Linked DNA regions of Oryctolagus cuniculus: region 2 is linked to region 1. A link is a contact called in public Hi-C data. All regions are on one chromosome and are shown on one strand. The core of a region is the stretch at or near the end of the contact, and the rest is flanking DNA. Distances in the headings are between cores, read along the strand shown.

The links. Hi-C and Micro-C count contacts between places; a contact is called where the count stands out from the background.
Region 2: a Hi-C map of liver shows a contact between it and region 1, with 8 times the contacts expected there. The contact joins two enhancer-like sites. A contact is called at or near these places in 2 of 6 Hi-C or Micro-C datasets (liver and an unstated tissue).

The regions. Positions count from the first base shown.
Region 1 is chr11:73,258,507-73,263,666 of mOryCun1.1, reverse strand. All of the region lies in intron 6 of PTPRR (protein tyrosine phosphatase receptor type R), which reads left to right. Among named protein-coding and RNA genes, the nearest start is that of PTPRB, 80 kb to the right of the region's middle. Within about 2 kb of position 2,291, at least 2 of the 8 cell types and tissues checked have an H3K27ac peak or open chromatin away from gene starts, as enhancers often do.
Region 2 is chr11:73,553,411-73,558,570 of mOryCun1.1, reverse strand. No RefSeq gene overlaps it. Among named protein-coding and RNA genes, the nearest start is that of PTPRR, 86 kb to the right of the region's middle. Within about 2 kb of position 2,015, at least 1 of the 8 cell types and tissues checked has an H3K27ac peak or open chromatin away from gene starts, as enhancers often do.

The DNA.
Region 1 (5,160 bases), core at 1,042-3,541:
AACCCCAGGCAGTCTAACTCCATAATCTACCCTTAATCGCTATACTCCTAGTAATAGCTGAAGTAACTAACATGAATTCTGAAACACAGTGTAAGAAATACTTTGCCGTTTATATATTTTTATATATCAGGGATAGGGAAGGTTTTTTCTTCCAAGAACCATTGGATATTTGTGACATCATGAGCCGTACAAAATTGTCAACTTAAAAGTTAGCCTGCTATGGATTTATCGAATATCAAGTTCCTCCTACAGTTTCCTTGGCAGGGCCAGACCAAATGATTTTGTGGGCCTTATAGAGCCTGCAGGCCCGATCTTCCCCATCCCAGTTAGGTGAATAAATTTTGAGAGTGATTCTGAAATTAGAAGAATAGAATGAGAGGATATGAAATACTTTTTGAAAAAATCTCTCACAGTTGAAGTGGCCATTTATTACAACTCCCAATTTACTATCAAAGAAGTATATTTTTGCAAATATTTATGCTCTCTTACTTCATTATTTGTCAACAATTCATCTCTGTTTCTTCACATATCTGTCTTTTGGGGTCTCTCATTGTGAATTCTACAGAATCCTTATTAACCATGCTATTTAATTTGTTATAATTGTTACTTTATAAATGAGCCTCCACATACTTAAGTGCTCAATATGTATTTGTAAACAATTGAACAAAGCAATAAGAAATAAAATTTCAGAATCCACACTAAAAGCAAATATAATTGCACTGGGCTAAAATTGTGCTTCTTCAATAAGAACCCTGTTTAATGCTGATTACAGTGACAAAGAAATAACAAGAATCTAGACACAAACAGAAAGTAGGTATTAGCAATGCATTGTTCTCTTTTGCCTCCTATAACCTGCATCATGAAAGTTTAGTTTACAAAGTATATTTGTTATATTTAATCTGTATGTGCATTTGAGATTACCCTTATAGAAAGACTACCTCTCAAACAAAAGAGCTGAAACCAATAAAATCACTCCAATGCATTAGTAAAAATTTTTTTAAAAGACAAGAAGACATTGAGTCTTGGGTAAAATGTAGGGTCCCCTAACATTAATTTAAATTCTTAGCTCGTTTCAAGTTATTTCAGACTTCCAGGAATAGCAGAATTTAGAAGATACCTATCTACTTTAAATACAAAATAGCTTAAAAGAATAAAAAATGCCCCCAAAGTGTCTTGGGACTTTTCTGCTTAGCATTTCAAGCTTAAGTTTTGGGGACATGGCTTGATTAAATTCCCAAGTCCCTTATCTGCTGTTTAGTCTTGTTACTGCTGTTGCTACTGGTTTTCAACTTGTACACAGGAAACCAGTGCCAATCAATTTTGTTCCCAAGGTGACAGGAAACCTGGTTGGTCAGATGTTGATTGTGTTTGCTGTTCATGCTCCACCCATCATATTTTCTTCCCTTTTGGCTGAACTTAAGACAAATGAATCAGTGGCTGACATCTGGCAGACAGTTTTGGTGTCTTCTCGGTGATTTGTTGACCTGCACAGTTAGAAGAATAAAAATTCAGTGCGTAAAACAGAGACACTCAAGAGAAGTGCTGCCAAGAATTCCTCCTGAGGACTGCATGGAAGGCCCAATGCTTTGGACTTTTTAATTGAAATGTGGATTTTCTTAAGTAATGAAACATCTGCTGAGTAAATATTTCACCTTCTTTACGATGGTGAGTGGCTTACCTCACCCTATTGTAAATTCCAGATTTGAAATGTGAAACAGGGGGCAAGGAAGGGCGCAGAGAATGCTAAGCTCTTTAACAGGTCTCTGCTGTTTGTGATTAATCTGTGGCCACCTGCATATTTCCCTCCTAATGAGCCCTATTCCACATAAACATACCTCTGAACCCTGTGAGAGAAACGTTGACACAGAGAGCATGGCCAATCAGCTAACTCATAATTAAAGCTGAGTGTTGAATCGAGCCAGACAATCTCCTTATCCCCCACGCCACGCTTCTTCTGAGCTTCCTGTTTCAAACTCGTGGTCTATGCTTCCAGAAAAAGAAAAATGACAAACTGTCTACCAGCATTGCAAATGTTTTCAGAAAGCATGTGTTCTAAAGATAATGGCACAAAATGCACTCCTGATTTTCTCAGGCCTAGTGGCCACAGAGATCATGAGAAATGTACAAGAAAATGTTTTTTTCTCAGAATAGGAAGATGCAGGGAGGTAACACTGCAGGAAGGTGAGATTAAGATAAACCGAAAAAGGGCAGGTATGCTGGACCGGATAGGCTTTTCCTGTTCCTAAAATGTCTTGTGCTCTTACACAGGAAAAGCATTCTTATTCACCCGAGGTCTTTGCAAGTCCTAGGCACAGGACCGAAAAGTACCCTGGGTTGTGCTGGTAAGAAGGCAGGAAAGTGGGTGGGAGAGGAAGCGTCGTGGTGGGTCCATATCCAGGACAAGATTCCCAAAGGATGGAAGACAGCTCCGCCTACTGTTCATCCATGCCTCCGTTCCCTGGAGAACTAATTGCTAGTTTGCTCTCATGTCTTGCTATTTTCCACACCAAAATGTGGATGCATTTAAAATTGGGGTCTGTGTGAGCCATAGACTCATTGAGGAACCAGTAAGCACACTCATGCTCTCACAGGGCTTGCTGTCCTTGTCGACCCTGCCACCTCCGATAATCACCCAACTCCCCCAACCCTGCCAAAGATTCCCTTTCTGCACATATGAGAGGACTTCAAAAAGTTTATGGGACTGAGTGGGGAAAAAATAGTTTGTGGGAAATGAAACTAAAAGATAAGTTTATTTCGGAGCAAAGGAGTTTGAAAAAAAATTTTAGTTTGCCTTTTGATTTGCATGACAGTCTATTTGGCCAGGACTAATCTGCTGTGTGCCCACTCTTCTTCCCACCTGCTGTTCTGTATGCCATAGGAAGGAGAATGCCCAAGCAAGATGGCTACCAATTGCTATTGGCAATTGCAAGTTCCCCTTGTGAGAAGCTATGCAGGAAAAGATGAGTTAGCCATTTGGGGGCAGCCATTTAACTGTGTGCAAAGTTGACTGACTCATTCTACTCAAAATTGTTCTCTTGGTCTCCTTAGGATCATTTCAATTCACAAAGCTGAGAGCTCTAGGAGGCGCTACACATAAATAAGAGGACAGCTAAGCATTAGAAATAACAATGGGTAAATGTCTGCATTTGTTTCAGAAATGCATGGCAGGTGCATTTTGTTGGATGATCTACTTTATACAAGACATGCACTTGAAATAAACCTCTTTTGCATGTTTAGAATAGCAAGCATGACTATATGGAATGTCTCTCTATGGCAAAGCCTATCCATTGAATATAAATCTGAGCTTTAATCTGAACCCAGGTGGAAAAAGCTTTTGGGGTCAAAGATAAGAGAACGAGAAAGTAAGATGATTTATTGAGCATATTTAAATATAGAAGATGATTCCATGGCATAATGTTAATACCAATAAGAAAAATGTGCCAGAAGAACTATGCCTCCATGTAGAAAAGGACTAGAAAAGCCTTGTTCTATGTATGCCCATACCTAACATTTATGGAGCAGTGCTTTGTGCCAGTAGAAGATGCATTACAGAGATGTAATAGTATCTCCTGAGATCCATTTCAAGTAGGTACAATCCAACATCTCAGCTTTCTTGATGAAGTCATTGAGACACAAACATTTAAATCAGTGCCCTTGGTCACGGAGCACATCAGCTGCAGAAACAGGACAGGAGCCCAGATCCATGTGGCACCAAAGCTTTTGATCTTATTTCCTGCCTCCCTGGATGTCCAAGGCACCCCACAATTCCTCCATTCGCACCCTCTTTCTGTTGGTAATTGGACTGCATTCTGTGTTTTTTTGTGTTTTTTTTTGTTTTTGTTTTTTGTTTTTTTCCCCAGTGGAGAAATAACTAGAAGCATTCTAAGATTAAATACTGCCAATGGCTTTTGCGGGAGTAGAGTGGATGGTGCCACCCTGTGCCCTGTAGATGGCATCTGTGTGCCACTCACACACAGAGGGACATTCCAGGTCATCAGTAGCTTGGGCTTTTGTTTGCATTCCAAGGACATTCAAGTAGCTTTTTTTTTTTCTTTGTCCTCAAAAATCCTACTTGAGACATTTGTTGCTGTTTGAAGATTTTAAGCCAAATCAAATAAACAAGCAAAGAGCCATATAATGATCCTAAAGCTAACAGTCACCCCGGCCTTCTTCCCTGAGAGAGGGCAGGCCCAACAGGGTCCACCAAATTGGCTCATGAAGCAAAGCATTCCATAGGGCTTTGCAGCGCCCAAGTCCATGGCCCTTTGAAAGATTCTTATCTGATATCCAGCAGAAATGCCTTTATCTTTTCTTGGTTAGTGATGATCAAGATTTGAGTTAGATGGAAGCAATAGAATCTGGATACGTAAGCCTTTTCAGCTTTCACTCTAATGGAAGAATTGACTTTTAGCCCTCTTGCTTCCTCTCCTAGCAAAGCAAAAACGTGATTTCATCCGGGAGACTTTAAGTTCCAATAGAATTTGTACTGAAAAGGGATTTCTATGATAAAGCACAATTTTACTGTACACATAGTCTTCAGGAAAAGATTGGGGGCAGGCAGCTTTGTCAAGTTTGCATTCATGTACCCTGGGTTCCCGTAATGCTGCGCGCTTTATCGGGGGGCAGCCCGGGGCGGATTGGCAGTACATTAGAAAGCACGGTCAGGAGGGGGAAAGCTGGAATGGCGTTCATGTCAGCTGTTTTCCTCCACAGGATACTGGGCGATTCCTGTCCTAACCAGATACTGATTACTTAAAGCTTAGCCCAAGAGTTCTTGTCAAAAATGATTTCCGTAGTGTATTTTGACTTGCTGAGGTCTGAAGAACTTTTGGAATGTATTAGGTGTGGACCTGAACTCCCAAGAACAGTCAGTAACGTTTAGTTAATGAACTCTACCCTCAGTCCGTTTGAACAGATTGTCTAGAGCACCTCGTTTTTATCTCACTCACACCCCTCTGCCTGTCCTCATCTGACACAGGGAATCATTAGTGGAAAACGCGCGCACTGATGCTTCAGGCAGATGAAAGCAGAGGATGTTCAAAAGTCTTATCCTCAAATTGTTGTATGCAATATTTCAAACCTGCGCAAATTGGTATAAATAGGTTTCAGTCTACAAACATATGTATTCTTCTATCTCTCCATTACAATTGCATTCTTGTG
Region 2 (5,160 bases), core at 766-3,265, 300 kb before region 1:
GGCCTCACTTCAGGTGATTTTCTGTGGTTCTGTGATTATAACAGAGTCATCCACTTAGGGCCTGGACATAGTTGGTTCAGTATACAACTACTGTCAACCTGTAATTAACTGGATAACCTGAATTTTATGGGTGTGTATCTGGCTTCTTGGCTCTTATAAACACAAACCACTCCTACATGATCCAAAGTAAGGGGTCTGTTTCACATGTGTGCATTCCATCAGATAATTACTAAGCTGTATGCTAAGTGTCAAAAATGAAAAGATGATTCTGGTGATCCCAGCATTAAAATAGAGAAGGTAGAAACATAAGCAGTGAACTAAAAATAAGGTGTATCAGCAACTCCTACTGATTCTACTCCAAGGTGTATCTACGATCTATCCCCATCTCTCCATTGCCACTACCTTCACCTTCGTCAAAGACACACTTATCTCTCCTGGATGACTGCTACAATCTCCTATCTGCTCCTAACACTTCTCTTGACAACGCAACCTCATCTATTTTGTAGCAACCAGAGTGATTAAAAAAGAGTAGCAGAACCCTGCAGGTCCTGGCCATTGCCTGTTTCTTGACCATCATCTCATAGCACTGCCACTCCTAGTCTGGACTTTGGTCAGTTCTCTCAAGGAGCTAAATGCTGTTTTGCTCAGAATCCAATTCTTAGTGTTGCCTCACAGACAAATTTGCTTTTGGCTTACGTGTCACCTTCCAAAAATAAATAATTAATTAAAAGGCATTGCCATCCTACATTCTCCCTTTACACTCTAGCTTTTAAACTTTCTGCTTTTAATTTGTGTCTATTTCCTTGTTTTTCTGTCTCCCCACTAGATTTCATGAAATCTGCCTCTTGGTCTTGGTTTCTCTTTTTCTCTCAATATCTAGCAAAATGCTACACAGTAGACCCTCAATAAACTTTCATTCTAAGATGTAAAAACTCATAAGACCCTATGGGGATGACTAATACTGTCAAATTAGAGAGAGAAAGGAAATATTATGATTGTTTTATTTGCTTTGAAAGGCTGTATGAAACATGTACCATGAACTGATTACCTCAAAACAATAGAAATTTATCCATTCATTGTTCTGGAGCTTGGAGTAAAAAAAGAAAGAAAGAAAGAAAAAGAAATCAAGGTATCGTCATGGCTGGTTACTACTTGAGGACTCAGAAGGACAATCTATTCTATGCCTCTCTCTTTGCTTCTGATGGTTGCAGGCAGTTCTTGGTGTTCCTTGGTTTGTGGTAGCTTAATTCCAATTTATGCGTCCCTCAAACCAGTGTGTGTGTGTGTGTGTGTGTGTGTGTGTGTGTCTAAATCTCTGTCTTCTTACAGGGGCTTGAATCATTGGTTTAGGGGCCACTTTAATCCAGTTGGATTTCATTTTAACTTGATTAAATCTGCAAAGACCCTATTCCCAGAAGATCGTGTTCACAAGTAACAGACGGTTAAGACTTGAACACAATCTTTTGGAAGAGCATATTTCAACTCACCTGCCTCTCGGAATGTGATACTGGAGGGGTGCCTTGAAAGGCAAATAGACATTGGAATGTGGGGAAAGTTTAGCAGGTGTATGGAAAAAGAATAAACAGCACAGTACATTTAGCATAAGAGGGAGAGGGGCATTAATGTTGGGTAGTAGTTGATTGGCATTGATTTGAATTTTATATGAACGTGGTCTGGGTCCTGATTTCATCCTAGTTTTTCTCTGTTCAGGTTGTGATTTGATTATCTCCTGGTGCATTTTCTTTTAGAAAAGTTGCTGTATGTATTGGAGCTCCAGTGGCGCAATCAGTTAGCATATGATACTTCTACAGAAAAGGTTGCTCTATGGACCCCTGCTGCTGTATCTTACCCATTACACTCCTTCTTCTTGGTCCTCACTTTTGCCTGTATCACTTTTGGCTTTGCTCAACCATCTGGCCTTTGTCCATTCAACTATCTGGCTGCTCCTGCAACAGCAAGCTTGCTGCCAAGTTAGTTTCCTCCAATTCACTTCCTGTCCATTCTCAACTTTCTCCCAACTGGCCCACATTTCTGCAATTTGTTTTCTGTTCCAGATTTCCTTCATGTTAGAACATTCTAAGTCAGGCAGCTGTATAAAAGAATAATCAATTTAGACAACCCAACTCTTTTGCCCTGTACAGTTTGTTTCCTCAGCATTCTTTCCTTTCAATGTTTCTGCATCATAGTAAATATTTGTTCTTTCAAGCACAATATAATCTTGACAGACTTTAAATTCATATTACCTTATTGATATACAAATTTCTTCTAAATATGAAAAGCTTACACTCAGTGTTTGACCTTTAAAGTCTTCTATCTGAGTAATCCCAATTGATCAGTCAATTTCAAAGTTGAACCTCATTTAGACCTGGTGAGCATTTCTATCTTTCAAGAGTAAAGGGCAGGGGCTTATTTTCTTCCATACTGCTCATGATCAGTCACTTTTATCCCTCACTCTGTGCCTCAGTATCTTTCCTAAAGATACTTTTTCCTCCGAAGGAAAATATTTTAGAGTAGTTAAAAGTTACTCCATAAATGGGAGAGAGAGTGGGAGATGGGAGGGTTGTGGGTGGGAGGGAAGTTATGGGGGGAAAAAGCCACTGTAATCCATAAACTGTACTTTGGAAATTTATATTTGTTAAATAAAAGTTAAAAGAAAAGTTATTCCATAGAAAGTTAATGGAGATTTCCTTTAGAGACTGGTTGTATGCTCATGAAGCAGCCTAAAAACACATAGAGAAAAGTAACTTATAAAATGATGGCTTCATATTTGAAAATATGTAGGGGTCAATGCTCTGGTACAGCAGGTTAAACGCTGTCTGCAGTGCCAGTATCCCATATGGATGCCAGTTCATATCTTGGTTGCCCCATTTCTGATCCAGTTCCCTGCTAATGTGCCTGGGAAAGCAGCGAAGGATGCCCGAAATGCTTGGACCCCTGCACTCACGTAGGAAGCCCAGATAAAGCTTCTGGCTCCTGGCTTTGACCTGGCCCAGTCCTGGCCATTGTGGCCATTTGGGTAGTGAACCAGCAGATGGAAGATCTCTTTCCTCTCTGTGTCAATTCCTCCCTCTCTCTCTCTCTCTCTCTAACTCTGACTTTCAAATAAATAAATAGGGCCGGTGCCGTGGCTCACTTGGTTAATCCTCTGACTGTGGAGCCAGCATCCCAAATGGGCGCCAGTTCTAGTCCCGGCTGTTCCTCTTCCAGTCCAGCTCTCTGCTGTGGCCTGGAAAGGCAGTGGAGGATGGCCCAAGTGCTTGGGCCCCTGCACCCGCATGGGAGACCAGGAGGAGGCACCTGGCTCCTGGCTTCGGATCAGCGCAGTTCCAGCCGTTGCGGCCATTTGGGGAGTGAACCAACAGAAGGAAGACCTTTCTCTCTGTCTCTCTCTCTCACTGTCTATAACTCTACCTGTTAAATAAATAAATAAAAATTAAAAAAATAAATCTTTACAAAAAGGAAAATATGTAAAAATATGAAAACATAGATAATATCTTACATGTCATCAAATAATTTTAGTTATAGAAGTTCCACCAAAATGTATAGTTAATTTGTGTATATGAGTGTGTGTATTCTGTAGATTGAATCTTTCAGATAGCTCAGTGTGTAGTTAGTATGAAAATAATTTGGATTTTAATATACACATTGAATTATTAGAATATGAATTTTGTATATTAATCTTGAGTAGATAGTAAAAATTTATGAATTTATTCTGGAAGAGTAAGACTCTAGAGGAAGAAGGCAGTATTATACAAGGATAGATTGAATTACATGCCAAAAGTACTCTGAGAGAGCAAATTCAGTGGTATCAAATTTATCAACTATCCAAATGTAATTTTCAAATTAAAAATGATACTATTAACATTAGCTTCTCAATTTTTATGTGGCTTCTTAATATTTTTGAGTGGTGCCAAATAGTTCTTAAAACCAACTTGTTCTTTTCCATTTGTATCTCCAAAATCTCCAAGGTTATTTATCCTTATTCCAACATTCTTAGATATATTTATATGTAAAGTATAAAGTCAACAGCTTTGAATGTGATTTTCAATATCAGGTTGAATGGGATATTTTGTTATTTGTAGATATTTTGTGAAATAAAATAATTTATCTGCATGATTTAAAAATCTTTTTAGATTTTTGCTTTACAAAGTTGAAGATAAGAATCATAGTGCCAGATTGTAAATCTTAACTAGATGCTACTGATAAATAGGCAGTTTCTAAGATGATTGCTTCCTGTTTCCTATTTAAAGTACATCAGAGGGTGGACATTTGGCTCAGAGGTTAGGAAGCTGCTTGAGAAGTTCCTCCCACATCAGTGTACCTGGGTTTGAGTCTTGGCTTTGCTCCTGATTCCAACTTCCTGCTAATATACATCTTGGGGTATAGCATGTGATGGTTCAAGTAGTTGGGTCTCTTTCACTCACATGAGAGACTAGTGGAGTCCCAGCTTCTGGTTTCAACCTGGCCCACCCCTGCTTATTCATTTGGAGAGTGAACCAGCAGATGGGAGATCTGTCTCTCTCTCTGCTCTCAAATAAATAAAATAATTAAAAATAAAGAAATAATAAATAAAATGCAAGACGTATTAAGATATATATTAAGTGCTGAGATTGACAAGAGATTTTTTTTTCTTAGATTTTGCACTAAGAGATTTTCTCTGTTAGGTGCAGTTGTGTACTGACTGTAATTGTTAGACTTTAAAAGCTTAATCTGATGCATAGTCCTTGAAATATTTTTAGAGTGCTTATATTACAAAATGATCCCCTGTAGAGTTCCTTTTAAGCGGCAAACTTTCTCTGCACTTCCACCTCCAACGGGGTGAGGATCTGGTCTACTTTTGAGAGAACTATATTTGTGATTGCTCCTTAGTTATTCATCTCTCAAAATGTTATTGTCACAAATCATAAAAGAGGAGCTCCAACCTTCCTTTGTTGTTGCCTCTATTCATAGAGCAACTTTGTTCAAAGAAATAGGAATCCTCAGGGGCTTTATCTTTTACAGTAGGCTGACCCACACAGTCTTGAACATGTGACTAGGTGAGTGTGTCCTTGGTCACGGAAATAAGTGCTGAAACCACAGTCTCTTGTCCAACACCAAATGCAGAGTTCTCTGAAGCTTGAGTCCAACCACTGATTAAGTCCTCTATATCTCGATCATCCT